Regions from separate parts of the Mus musculus genome. Here region 2 is linked to region 1. A link is a contact called in public promoter capture Hi-C data. All regions are on one chromosome and are shown on one strand. The core of a region is the stretch at or near the end of the contact, and the rest is flanking DNA. Distances in the headings are between cores, read along the strand shown. Region 1 holds the start of Topaz1 (testis and ovary specific PAZ domain containing 1). Region 2 holds the start of Cdcp1 (CUB domain containing protein 1).

Evidence for each region. Promoter capture Hi-C pulls out the DNA fragments that hold promoters and counts their contacts.
Region 2: a contact with region 1 is called in a promoter capture Hi-C map of embryonic stem cells, with 2.2 times the contacts expected there. The contact joins the promoter of Cdcp1 here to the promoter of Topaz1 in region 1. A contact is called at or near these places in 5 of 39 promoter capture datasets (the C10 cell line, the HPC-7 cell line, embryonic stem cells and 1 more), 1 of 115 datasets of contacts at active chromatin or transcription factors (embryonic stem cells) and 1 of 9 other capture datasets (liver).

The regions. Positions count from the first base shown.
Region 1 is chr9:122,744,629-122,752,041 of GRCm38.p6, forward strand. It overlaps Topaz1 (testis and ovary specific PAZ domain containing 1), which reads left to right and starts at 2,571. Exons shown (of 20, transcript NM_001199736.2): 1 at 2,571-2,934; 2 at 3,616-6,046. The coding sequence starts at 2,718.
Region 2 is chr9:123,213,307-123,220,719 of GRCm38.p6, forward strand. It overlaps Cdcp1 (CUB domain containing protein 1), which reads right to left and starts at 2,732. Exons shown (of 9, transcript NM_133974.3): 1 at 2,522-2,732. The coding sequence starts at 2,603.

The DNA of each region.
Region 1 (7,413 bases), core at 1,321-3,820:
CGTGGTCCCACCCTACCAGGAAGTAACCAAATCTGAACCAGTGCCCCTACACCTAATGAAAAGGGACCTAGAAAACCTGTCACTTGTTGGGTGATATTAGTCTGTTGGGTCACAGATTTGTCTGGCCTCTGTGGGCACCAGGAACACACATGTCTTTTAGTCAGTGAAGAGACACCATAACCACGGCAACTCTTATAATGGAAAGCATTGAATTGGAGTTGGTTTACAGTTTCAGAGATTTAATCTGTTGTTATCATGGCAGGGAACACGGCAGCATCCAGGTAGAAAAAGTTCTGGAGAAAGAGCTAAGAGTCCTACATCTAAGTCTGCAGACAGTAGGAAAAAAGAGAGACTCTGGGTTTGGTATGGTCTTTTGAAACCTCAAAGCCCATCCTCAGTGACATACTTCCTCCAACAAGGCCACACCTACTTCAACAACACCACGCCCCCTAATCCTTCTCAAGTGGTGCTACTCTCTGATAACTAAGCATTCAAATATATGAACCTATGAAGGCCATTCTTATTCAAACCACTACGTGGTACCGAAACAGACAGACAGACAAAAACATCAATACACTTAAAATAACAATAAGTAATAATAATAATAATAATAATAATAATAATAATAATAAATGATGTGTTAATGGCCAAAGGGAACTTCTTACCCCTCCAGGGTAATGACCAGGGTAACAGAAAGCTTTTCTACAAGGTTGATTGTCAAAGAGGGGTGACTTGAAGTTTGCCAGGCACACAAACAGGAATCATTTTAAGAACTAGTGCATAGATAGGCTGGAGCCTATAGATGTGGATATGTGTTAAGAAGTCTATTTTTCTTATCAGGTACACTTTTTAACTACAAGTTCAGTAAGAAGAACAAATACAGTCATGGATCAGGAGTATTAAAATGGTTATGAAACAATTTAAGTGTAAATGAAAATTAATTTTTTTGCAATAGGATGGGAAATCGATTAAACTATTAGAAAGAACTTGCATGTGTTATTTTGAGTTCCTGTTGCTTATCACTTTTATATCTGTTTGAAAGGGAAAACAAAAAAGAAACTAAAAGCTCCCATTAGCTCCCAGTGATGGCTCAGGCCTGCAGTTCCAGCACTCGGAAGTCAGGCAGGAGAATCGTCCAAGTTCAAAGCCAACCTAAGCTACACAGTAAGTTCCAGGGCCGTCTCAAAACAACAACAAAGCAAAATTAGCAATGATTAGAAGTTACCTGTAATGGTAACATTGTTCTGTAATGGTGAACATTGTTTAGAGGAAATATTTACTGTGCTAGGCTTGTAAAACCAAATTGTTTTTAACTTGTATAAGCAATGAGGAAGTTGCTCCTACCTTAAATGTACCCTGTGAGCTGACCTGAAAATGGACTACTTCCTGGTACGGTTGGGCTCTTCTTAAAAGAAAAAAAAATGCTGATTGTTGCAAAATGCTTTACTCTCTCAGCTATTCTACAAGGTAATGGGTCACAAGATTGAACAGGCTAAACTGCTAAGGCCCAGTTTTGTATCAAATGCTTGCTTGTTTGGATTATCTGAGACACCTTTGAGATGCCTGTTAGAAAAGCAAGCCTTGCCTGAACCCAGATAGGATATGAGTTGATTTAGTTCCCAAAACTACTAGTTTATGGTTTTTGCCTTTATAACCCTTAGATTAACAATAACTGGGGCCTTGCCTAGGGAACTCTAGTCCTGGCCAGTCTCTTTTTAATAAAAATCCTCTAACTTACTAAAACTAAAACCTGAATCAGACTGGTGAATCTCTGAATGACCACCAGACCCACAACCTTTTCCACAAAAGAACACTTTCCTTTTACAAGGTCAGTACTGATTAAATATTCACAAATGGACACAGTAGACAGGATCCAAAATAACACACAAGGAGGATAAACTCCATTCCAATCTTTAAGCAAAGGAGGTTTGTGAAGGGTCAAGATGGGGCATATACCAGGATCCTCTTTCAATGGAGAGGCATGGCCTGGCAAGCTGGTCAAACTTGACTGGACTAACACAAGGATGGAGACATCAATAAAATTAGAAGCATGGTGTTGTAGGTCAAAGTCTAAGGGCCAGAGCCGCAGTAACGGGAAAGGGGGAGAAGTAACGAAGGCTGAAAATAGAACCAAGCAGATTTGATAAATCAACATGCAAGGAATCCAGAAGAACATCTAGAAACCTCTGTCCGCCAACACCGGAGAAGCAACCTTTTACAGAAATAAATGGTATTTTGCATGTCAGCAGCTGGGGTATCTCTGAGCTATCTGGATAATGTGACAGCCATATTGAGAAGTAAGCGACAGTGGACTCGCAGGAGTGTTGGAGGCAGTTAGAAGCCACTTGTAGACAACCATTGTCACAGTGCTGAAACAGGCACCTCCAGAAGTCCAGGTCTGGAGAAGGGTGAGGAACCCAAGGAGGCACCACCACAAACCTGTGCGGTGAGGCTCTGGCCGGGGTGAGACCCTGTCACCTCCGGGTGCAGCCAGGGCTCTTCGAGGGAGCAAGTGGACGGGCGGACCACGTGGCCCTCAGCCAGTTGCCCCCAGCCGAGCCCAGCCCACCGACTTCCGCTTCCTGTAGTGTCGGGTACAGGGTCGGAAGCGAGGCCAGGCCGGGCCAGGGTGGGCAGTAGCCTGTGTCCTGCAGGGGGAGCAGCGGCTCTAGGCCGTCTAGGCTTCCCAGAGAGGCTGAGTGGGCGGCTGTGGGCGGATGCGGCCGCCAGCGACGCCCCCAGACCCGACCAAGGAGCCAGGGTGCAAAGGCACCACCCGAGGCCTGAGGAAGCGAGGCCTTCCGCTGACGCCAGAGCCAGGCGAGGGGGGAGGCTGCAGCCTGGAGGCCAGGGGGTGCGAGGAGGAGAGCAGGCAGAAGCAGAGGATGGTGACCCAGGCTTCTGGGAGAGAAGAGACAGAAGGTGACAAGTTGGGTGAGACATCCGCGTCCTGGAAGGTAGCAAGCAGAGGAGGGTCGGTGAACAGGGGGCCTAGAGCAGTGAAGGAGGCAGAACCCTCTCTCATCCCAGAAGACGCAGTAAGGAAGCTGGTGGTCACCCCGACCCCGAAGCCTTTTTTTCCTCAGCTGCCTCTGTCTTTGCTCTACTACTAACCTTTAGTTGTATTTGTGTGGTATTTACCAGTGCACTTGGTGAGGAGAGGTGAGATGGGAAGGATTAAAAAAATTAAATAAGTGTATGCCCATTTAGGAGCTCAATCATTATAATTACTGTCGAGGGAATTAATAATACTAGTGGTTTGTTTTAACTAGAGTAAATGATGCTATCTATAAAGGTTTTTCTGCTGTTTTAGAATTTATAGAGGTTTATTTCTAGTTCTTAATTAGATCTTAAAGCTGGCCAAGGCGATTCACACCCATAATCTACCAGGTGGGAGGCTGAAGCAGGAGAATCTCAAGTTCGAGGTCAGCCTGTGTTATGCAATGGACCCTGTTTAAAAATTTTTAATACTTAATATGAAAATCAGTTTGTATGTCTAAATAGCTCATCAGGAAAATACAAATGGATGGCTTCACAGATTTTTCTGTTAACTGATATTGCTTCTTTCTGCCCAGTGTAAAAATGTCTTCTGGTGTGTTTTCTTGTTTTGATCAGCCAAAGAGAATGGAAAAATTACTGAGGCCCCAAGTGATGATCCACAGCCAGGGACTGACCTGGTAAGAAAGACATCAATAACCAGTTCGGAGTCTTTGCAAACAGTGGAGTGCAGTGAATTTCAAAATATGGCTTTCTTACAGTCTTTGGATAAGGAAGAATTGGGAGAAGGTATTAAAAGAAGAATGCGAATTAAAAAATGTAAAAGTTTAGAAAATCCACCTCTTGAAATAACTAAAAATGAGGCAACACAAAATATTAAAGTTGAATTCCAAGATGAACTGTTCAAGAATACCCCAAAACATTCTTGTAACAGCTTATCACCTGGAGTAGAAAAAAATTGCAGCTTTGAATTGCATGATTACAGTTTTCTCCATTCTGAAGGTTGTAATAATGAAAACAACTTTGAGGATAAACCTCATGATGTATGTCTACACACTGAAGAGAACTCTTTGAAGTTAAAGAAAGAAAACCTTAGGAATCTTGCAGAGAAAGATGACACAAGAACTACTACTAAGCTTTTAAAAACTGAAAAAAGTGTAATAGCCAGTAAGTTACTGCTTGAAGAAAGTCATTTATACCAAAATAAAAACAATGGCTTGACTTCTTGCCTTCAAAGTGAAAAAAACAAATATTCAGTAGAGGAGAACAACACTGGGAGAAAACACAGGAAAAAAATGAAGTCTGGAAAAGAAGAAAAAAATATTAATCTTACTTTGTCTAATGTATGTAACAATTCTGTGTTGGTGTTACAAGAAAACCAAATGGGTATGGAAGGGAAAGAAGCAGAGACCTTAGAACCTAAAAAAAGTTTTCTAAAAGCTTTAAGAAAAATAAACCATAATACACTCCCTCCGGTGGACCATTTGTGTCTCCCCAAAACAGTGGGGAAAACAAGTTCTAGGCATCACATAAATGCTATGCTTCAGAAAACCCTCGAATCAAGTTTGAAAGAGGATATAAAAAATACTTCAGAGTCCTTAGGATGCAAACGTATAGAGCCAGAAAAATATAATAAATCGATGATAAGCTCTACAGTGAAATCACCTAGTGACGGCCATCATATGGAAAAGAGATCTCCACGGGGAGATCTGAGAAGTGAAACTGAAGAGTCAAAGGTTAGCTGTTGCAGAACAATACCAATGACTGGTAAAAGAGTTTGGCCTTTTTATTCTTGTGCTAGAATATCTGCCCAGTGTTGGAAAAAGACTTCCTTGTCAGATTTAAATTACTCACTTCTGGGGCCACTGGAAAATGTTAGGCAACATGATTCTATAATACACCAAATGAACCAGACTCACTTACCTGACTCTAAACTGTTACAACCATCCTTAACAGAAAGAACTACTGAGTCCTCAAGAAAAGAAATGTATGATTCTGATTTAAGTTGTTTGTCTTCAGTTTCTTCAGTAGAATCTACTGTGATGGATATAAAGGAAGCTATGTCCCATGATAAAAAGACAAAGTTAGAGGAACCCAGCAGAAATGGGGCAGAGGTAGTTTCTAATGCAACTGAAGACACCCAGTTAAGTAATATAACTCAAAGCTTAACAGGAAATAAGAAAAGGAAAGGGAATTTATCAAAACTTAATTTAACAGTTGCATCCCAAGAGAGCCAGGAAACAAATAACTGTGCAAATAAAACTGTTCATCGAAAAGTTTGTATTACTAAGCAAACACTTGTGGCACCGGACTTGGTTAAAATATTAAACACGGGACGGCTGACTAATTTTAAAATCCCTTTACTAAAGAACAAGACAGGAAAAAGAGGAGCAGTAAGTGCCAGGTCATCTGAGAGAGAAGCTTATAGCCCCCTAGAGCTACTTGACAGTTTATCTGGAGTAGAGGCAAAACAAAATAGGAATAAGGAAAATATCTGTACAACTTCAGGACCACAGTCTTTGAATTTACATAGTTGTATAGCTCCAGGGCAAGCTAGTTCTCATTCATTCTACAATAAGAATTCCTGTACTTCTTCGAGCTTTACCAAGAAAGGTTACGATAATAAAGCATGTAATCACATCTCTGAACCAGGAAATATTATTTCAAATAAGGAGTCTATTTCTATGAAAATTGAAAATAATACCTTTTCTTGTGATCTTGGATATATTGATCAAAGTTCCTTCTGCTCTAAGAAACAAGAAGCATTTGTGCCAATTTCCTCTGAAATTAGTGGTAGAAAAATGACTAAAAGCATTTCAGAACTCAAATTGGGGTTTCCAGATATTCTTAAAGCATATGAAGATGATGTCCTCTTGATTGATGTAATTCAAGATGATCCAGAGCTCTTTGGAATCTCCAGTGAGGGGGATCTTTCCTTTGCTTCAGAAGTCTCCAAGATAAGCCAGGAGCCCAGAGTATCTGAAGACCAACCAACAGCAGATTTTAAGCACATGCACCTTCCAGGGAAAAAAGAACCAGGCGATTTGAGGTATGCATGTTCAAGAATGCCTTTGGTTCAGATGATTGTTGGGTTTTACAGCACTCTTTGGTGTTGACACACCATTTTTAATAGTTATTTATTAAATACAGCAAATTACTGCTAATTCCTAGAAGTGTTATGCTAAAGTTAAAAATAGATATTTCTTGAAACATATAAAGCAGATTAGCTTTTAAAATCAAAGTAATTTATAAAGTGACTTCTTCATCAGTTGAGTTTATTTTCATTAGAAATATGTATATGAGCTCATTTTAGTCAGTTTTACTGATGAATTAGCCCATTTTCTGTGGATTTCTTGTTAGTTTTTTTTTTTTTTTTAATCGTCTTTCAGGGAACAGAGAAGCCCTGAAATTTATTTGAAATAAGACTTGCAAGTAGATTCAAAAGTTAAATTAATTATCAGAAGACAATAGTGTGTTTCCACTTGATTTCTAAGATAATAAATCACATTAAATCATCACTGTCCTGATAGCACTCATTTCCTTGAAGCAACTTTGTTGTGACTAGTAATGACCTTTGTGCTCAGGAGCAACCTGTTCTGGTTGGTACAGATCTGTGTAATAACACATTTGACTACATTTATATAATTCTTTAAGCTCTGGTTTGTATTTGCATGCTTTGTTTAAACACTGGAATGTTTCATGAATAGATGAAAAAGTAAACATGACCACACTTTTGTCAAAGATTCAGTGACACATAGCTTAAATCTCTAGTATTTATAACTGCATTTTGGATACTGTACTCTTCCAATATTCTTAGTGCTTTGGGAACTTGCAACTTCTCAGCAAATTGAATGTTCACTACTTTACTATATAAAGAGTTGACTCTAAAATATACCCATTTTAGAGACGAGAATAATGATAATAAACTGTCATTTGCCCAAGGTCACACTGCTAGAAAAGGAGACTGGACATAAGCCCAGTCTTATCTAAATTCTAAAACTAATGTTTAAGATCTTTACCTTTATAGCTTGTCTTACGTTTCATAATTTATTTTACCAATGAAGGGCTGTGAAATTTTGTACACAAATTTAATATTATCCGTGAAAAGAAAAAGAATTTCCATCAGAACTGTGAGGCCTGAGTCAGAGAACAGTATTTTATGGGAATGGGAAGTATTTTAGCATAGCATAGATAAGAAGCAAGGACCTGTGTTGACATTCTCACTGTTGTGACAAATGCCTGAGAGAAACAGTTTAAAAAAAAAAGTTTCAGAGATTTCAATTTGTAGTTTTAAGCCTGAAGAGAACATAGCCTACCTTTTGATAGCCAGGAAGCAGAGAGAGTAGTTCAGGACATGACACCAACCTCAAGGGAACTGAGAAGATGGCTCAATGGGTAAAGTGCTTATCATATAAG
Region 2 (7,413 bases), core at 1,482-3,981, 470 kb after region 1:
TGGGCTCTGGTACCCAGTGGCTCTTGAAAGCAATCAACATGGTGCTTTAGGAGGTTTTCATTCTAATCCACTCCCTCCTGGCCATGAGGAGCTGGTGGGAACACCAAGTATGCCTCTTCCAATCTCTCGTTTTCCTTTGCTCTTCATCTCTACAGCCAGCGACACCACGATCATCCCTGCTCTGTTAACTCACTAACTGGCCCAGCTCTGGTACAAATAACTCCGAGGCCTCACCAGTTCCTTGGAGCCGAGTTCAGGAAAACTAGGGCACTCCTCAGGCGACCTGTTACGTGACCTCATGGAGCCCTGCAGCTGAGGTCACAGAAAGGAAAGTGAGTTGGTTAAATTCCTGTTATTTGCACAACTCAGCTAGCTCAGAGCTTCCTGGAAGACAGGACTCGAGTGGAACTCCTGGGAACTAAATGACAACCTCCGTGTCTGGGGGAGTAAAATGTGTGATATGTGAGGTGAAGTTCTTTGAAAACCCACATCTGTGCTGCAAATCCTGCAGACTGACAGGCTGTTGTGAATGTCCTAATTGTGATAAGTTGGAATGTTGCAGATTGAGAGTTAAAATTATCGTGGACAATCTTTTAGTCTCCTTAAAGCCATTTTCCACCCACCTCTATATCTGACCTAACATCTTAGTGTCAGGTAAAAACTCTTTGATTATATTAACTTAGGTGATCATTAGTTTCTATGAACCCAACAGCCATCATATATGTCATCTATGAACCCAACAGCCATCATATATGTCATCAGCTAGCATATGAGACCTTGCCCAGGGACTTCAACCCTGTCTGTAACCAACCTACTAAATGTTCCCACCAATATATGTAGTAAATGCCTTGATTTATAATTTTATTTTGTTCTATGACTATGAAAATTCATGTAACCACTTCAAGAATCCATGTTCCCACTGGTCTAAGAATAAACTCTACTTCTCCCGAGGAGTAGACAGACAGCAGCCAGTTCAGAGCAGACTGCAGGTCTTGTCTTCAACGATTACTGGACTTAGACCATATTCCCACTGAAGAAGTTTTTGACTATTGCCATAGAAAGTCAGAAACACCTCAAAACATTCCCTAGAGTGTCACCTGCCTCCAAGAATGCTGGTACACCCTCCCCACTCCTCTCATGCACACATGCATTCCTTTCCTATTTTTCTGCTCTTAAAATGTTTTTAAGACAAAATTTCATATATCCCAGGCCTGTAAAGAACTCACAATGAGGCTGAGACTGACCTTGAATTCCCAGCTCTCCTGCCTCCACTCCAGAATGCTAGGATCACAAGTATGAGCCACCATGCCCAGTTTATAAAGTGCTGGGAATTGAACCCAGGGCTTTGTACTTGCTAGGCAGACACTCTACAACCGGGACTACATACTTTGTCCCTTAAATGGATTGAAAACTCACTCCTAAGAAAGTGGTGGCCCACATCTGTAATGAATTCCAGGAGTATGGAGTGGGAGCATGAAACTCAGTAGTTTTAAGGCCAGCTTGGGAGACACCGGGAGACCCAGAAAAACAGAAACCAAACCCTAGCTAGCAACAACAAAATATATACCACAGTGTGTCTGTGTGTGTAGTTTAAAAGGAGGTCTTAAGTCTTCCTGTTTACTATGCAGTTATATATCACCTAATGTTGGAAAAAGAAACCAGGAAGTTTTCCTGCGGCTTACGCCCAAGTCTAACCACACCGTTTTAATTTTATTCTTTAATTTATGCTAATTTATCTACCTGTCCAACACAAACAAACACCCCCTTAGTTGTTGATATTACAGACCCCAACTATGACTTGGACCGTACTATTTTTTAAAACATAAAAACCTGTGCGAGTCTGAGAAAGAGCCTCACATCAAGTTCTTACTTGAAGAAAGCTAGTTTTATTCGCGGTATTCTACTCCTAGGGCCCACAAATCCTATTCTTTCCTGGAGCGATCTCCGAGATCAGAGCAGCCTCTACTCCCAATCCAAACTACTCGAAATTCACAGGCTCCACGGAATTACACTCCAACCTTCCACCAGGGAAGAGGTGGGGCACCTGTGGGGTCTCTGCAGCTAGATGCCCGCTGCTGCCTGGTGACTGTCCGCTTGAAGCTGTCCTTAGGCCTCAGGATGAGCGGGCGCGCACGCACGGACAGCTAAAATGGTACCTCAGCGGGAAGTCAAACCACCCTCTTCTTGCACTCACTTCTCTGGCCCAGGTGTGGAGTGGGCCCGAAGAAGAAAGCTCTCCCACGTCCCAATCGAGTATCCCTAAGAGTCTCAGCAAAGTACCCATGGCACAATGTGCTGCCTGGAGAACGTCCTCCTAAGGCTTGTTCCGCGCGCTTATTTGTTCCTAGGCCAGGGAAGCTCACCCAGGTCCAGGACTCTCCCACGTGCCTGAGCGCTGGGGCGAGTCGTCCCGGGGACCTCGCCCCACCATCTAGGACTGTGCTACCAGGTCCGGATCGTGTAACCCCTGAACACGCGCCACCTCCAGGCACCTCCCTGGCCGGCCACAGGTTGCTCTTACCTGTCCCGCGCAGCAGGCGTGCTGTGCCCAGCAGCAGGGCCCCCAGCAGTGCGACTGAGAACCCGCAGGCCGAGTGGGCCATGACTCGGGGGGCGCCTCGGTCTCCCTAGGGCACGACTGTGGCCTGTGTCTGCGAGTGGCCTCGGTGGCGCCTAGGCACCGAAACGCAGCTGCGCCCCGCCCTGCCCCGCCGCTCACCTGCGCGCAGGACCCCGCCCCGCCCGCTCAGCAAGAGCGAGGGTGACCCACGCTTCCTCTGTGGCCTCCTCCTCTTCCTGCCTCAGCTCAGGTACTACCCTCCCTTGCCCGGTGGCCTTGAGGCAAATTTGTCCCCGCCTTCCCGGGCTTCAGTTCCTTTCTCAAAGTCCAAAAGACTTTGTTGCCAGCCAGCTCCTTCTCCTTCCGCTGTTCAGGTGTGCTGGTTGAGGTTCCTGTTGGTCACTGATCCCCAACCTTTTGGCTTTCTCTGTTGCTGGACAGGGGCCTAGGCCTGCTCCAGCTTCTCCCCTGCAGTGTCCAGAGTTCACCAGCTCTTCCCAGTGTCAGACAAGATAAGCTTTCCTATTTGGGCAACGAGCCCAAAGATGCCAAAGCAGGGCAAAGTTAGGACAGATGTGAAGGCACGGGGTGGGTTCTGCCAAGTTGCTGGGTTGTTCTTTATTGAAGTAAGGGTTTCACAGATGCTGGACGAGGGTGCTAGAACGAGACACTTCAGAAACCCTGCGTTGATTGTGGGAAGAGTAGATTGAATGGGTGCATGAGACTGGAAAGGCTCAAGAGAAGAAACCCAAGCAGGTGCACAAGGCCCTTAGCTGGGTTGTGAGTAGGGGAGTGGGCACAGTGCTACTGAGTTGGGCAGTGGGTGTGAGCGTGAAGGATTCTGATCAGAAGCTGGTCTGTCCTGCAGCCAATCTCTTCTCAGATATAGCTAGGTTACCTAGTTCTGGTTTAAGAGGTCTTGTGGAGTCTTCTATCCTCTAGGCCAGAGGTTCTCAACCTTTCTAATAATGCAACCCTTTAATACAGTTCCTCATGTTGTGATGACCCCCCTACCATGAAATTATTCATTGATACTTCATAACTATAATTTTGCTTATATTATGAATCTTAATGTACATATCTTTGTTTTCTGATGGTTTTAGGCAATCCCTGTGCAAATGTTATTTGACCTCCAAAGAGGTTGCAACCCACAGGTTGAAAACCACTGCTCTAGGCCATCCCATGTCCTGAATCACAGGCAGTGATGGTAGATGGTCTGGGACCTCGTGGATGGCAAGCCAGATTTCAGCCCAAAGGATTCAGTGGCCCTATGCATTTACTGTGCCCATGGCCAAGGTCACTCAGACCTTTCCAGGAATCTATGACAGAAACAGAAGCCCATGCCCCAGTATCAGTCAGAGTGTGGCCCCAATTTCTCTTTAGCTTCTGGAAAATCTGAGCTAATACTCAACGGAGATGAAAAGTCACTTCTCCAGAGCTTCATCCCTTTCTTCTCAGTTTCCAAAGAAGAAAGAAGCAAACACTCTCCAGTTCTGAGCAGCCTGAGGCAAGACCTTAACACAGCTCCATCTACAGAAGGGCCTATAAACTGGAGGTTGGGGAGATGGGGTCTCAGACTTCCGGCTCTAAGTGCACTTACCTCACTGGCAATTCTTGGATTGCTGCTGAACTAATAGAAAGAATTCTTTTTATTATTAGGGTTTTTTTTTTCCAGTTTTGTTTTGAGTCAGTGTCTCTCAATGAAGCTCTAGCTGGCTGGGAACTCACTTTGTAGACCAGGCTGGTCTCAACTCAACAGAGATTTGCTTGTCTACCTTCTAAATGCTAGGCTTAAAGGTGTACACTACCATGTCCAGCAAGAAAGAGAAATCTTGATGAAAAAGCTAAACTTTTTAAAAATGCTTATGGCTGAGCATGGTGGGCACACACCTTTAGTCCTACCACTTGTGGGGCAGAAACAGGCAGATCTCTGAGTTTGAGGTAAATCTGGTCTACAGAGCAAGTGCCAGGACAGTCAATACTACACAGAGAAGCCCTGTCTCGAAAAACCAAAATAAATAAATAAATAAATAAATAAATAAATAAATAAAGGTTACTGTGACCAAACTATGAAACATCTTTTCCCTATTGTTAAGGCCTAGGTAAAATTTTAAGGCCTAGATGGAATATTAAGGCCTAGGTAACTGTTACCTGCTTAGCCTGCCATTTTGTGCTGTTAACTAACATTATAAGGAAAAATTCTCATATGTTGCTTCTGCTGTTACTAGGAAACTTTCTCATGCCCAAGTTGACTACATATTTTGTTATGTTCTGTGCCCTTGGAACCCAAGATGATAGAAGTCAGTAGAACTGCTTTGTGTAGTCACCCACAATAAGCTTGGACCTGAACCAACCACTCAGCAGCACTTCCTGCACCTGTGTATAAGCTTTCATGGTATTTGCTTTTATAGGCTGCCCCTGGGATAGACCCCAACATAGGAGAGACACCTGCACCAATATAAGAAACTATTTGGAATAAGACTTCCATTTTGAGTAGGGGTTGAGTAAAGTTTAAGTTCCCAAGACCTCCCTCTCCCTGGGAACTGACATCTCTATTTAGCAGAAAGAGACATGTACGTGGGTAACTGACATCCTGGTTGGCAAATTAAGACATGAGTGTTAGATAAGTCCCATCCTGGTTGACAAGTTAAAACATGAATGTTAGACAAGGCAAGACCCCCATCATAGTAGAATACCTCAACCAATGGGAGCAGGATAAATGTACAACAAAGACATGTTCCTAAGGAAATCCCCATCCCTAAGTTCATGATTGGCAGAATAATTTGGCATAGATGTTTGTAGATCTCAGACTTAAAAAGCCAATAGGATCATGAATCAACATCACAGTCAGCTCCTAAGGCTGACCTGTGGCCCTGATCGATCAGTCTTGGGGTGTGGCTTTCAATAGAACATTCTTATTTGATTGAGATTTAAGTGGTTTGTGCCATCAGGCAGACTTGCATATCACCAAACACACACATTGTTTCCCAGGGAAAGTAACAAGAGGGAGAGATGCTTCGTGACAAGTTGAGCCTAAGGAACAAAATTATTTTACTTGCAATCCATTTCTCCAAAATTTGCTTAACTGACTTCACGGTTGAGACCGACTTTCTGAAAACAAGTCATTGCCAGAAGTGACGATTAATGATGGTCCAGACAACGGCGGCAAAGCTGAGAGGAGGAAAGCAAGGAGTCACGTGCTTGGTGACCAAACTGTACCACTAGTCAAGATCTCCCGGGATGACATTCTGATCCTTGGAAAAAAGTACCAGCCAGCTATGAGCATGCTCTGTCGTCTTCACATGGAGGAATGGGAAAAGTCAAGAAAATTTAGGCAGCTAGACCTGCTTGCTGCAGGAGAGAAATGGCGAACTGAGATGTGAGTTTTAAAATAGGTCCTGTGGGTCTCACAAGATGGCTCAGTAAATAAAGGCCACTGGTTCTGATGCTGAGTTTGATCCCCAGGCCAGCATGGTGGAAAGAGAGAGCCGATTCTTCTTTCTCAGGAACAGGTGTCCTCTGACCTCCATATGTATGCCACACAAAATAAATAAACGCGTGTGTATTTTTTAAAATTTAAAATAGACCCTGTGCGTGGCTAGCTCATGCTGAGGCTGATGCAGGAGGATCACAGGTTTGAGGGCAGCCTGTGACATAGTGAGACTGTCTCAAATAAGAAAATAGAGACATAGAATAGGATAGACTATCGAATCTCACTTCTGAAACGTCTTCAGAGTATGTCTGACTTCTTCTGGAACTCTTCTTCAAAGGTTAAAAGAACAGAGATTTTAAAAGCACAGAAGTTTAGACAGGCAGAGAAGAAAGACAGCAGCAAAATTGATCCTAGAGGCTGGAAAGAGAATGAACAGGCTGTAAACCAGCCTTGGGAGCAGAGAGAAAGTAGAATCCCAATCTAGCTAGGGGGAGGTTGATAACAGGATTTACACTGTGAAATCCTCAAGAGAAAAGAAAAGAAGAAAAGAAAAGAAAATCCACTCAGGAAATGGCAGCTCCAATTCCGGAACTCGGGTTAAGAAGATGTTTTTAGCTATTGCTGCTAAAATAGGGGAGGCTGCAGAGAAGTCCTATAGTTAGCTGCTGGAGCCGTTTCCTGCCTTCTTCCTGGCTGAGCAACTGCTTCTGGAGACAAAGAATTCTCAAGATCTGTGCTCAGAGCTGCTGGCATAGCTGAGGGCCTGGAAGTGTTCTAAAGATAGATTCAGAAAATGTATGCATCTAGAATGCTGGGAGTCCAGCGCCTGCCAACTGCTCCTCCTACCTGCTGGATGTTTTCCAAATCTGAGCAGACCACTGACGGACCCTAGGTGAGCTGGCCAGCTCCTTCCATGAAGTTCCTAGCTCATTCGTCTATCTCTCACTTCTAAACTCTGACCACATCTGCCATCTGAGGAAAACTTTGAAAATTGACTTATTAAACAAGATAAAGTAGCATGGTGGGGAAAGACTATATAGGAGAAGATGAAAGAGCAAAGTCAGATAAAAATGATTGCTAACTCCCTTAGCAAGATATAGGTAACATTGTAGCTATGGAACAGAAACAGATTATAATAAAACAGTTTAGGGAAATTTGTTTAGTTTGGTTTTATTCTTGTTTTTGTTTTTCAAGGCAGACTTTCTACCTCTACCCCTGGCTTTTCTAGAATTCAATCTGTAGACCAAGTTGGCCTTGAACTCAGAGATCACCTGCCTATGCCTCTCCAGTGCTAGGATAAAGGGCATGTGCCACTACCACCATCACCACCCAGCTAAACTTCTCTTTTTTCTGTTTAGGGAAATTTAAAAATTTTTGGAAAAAAAAAAACCAACAGTAGTACATGTTTTTTGAAAACAAG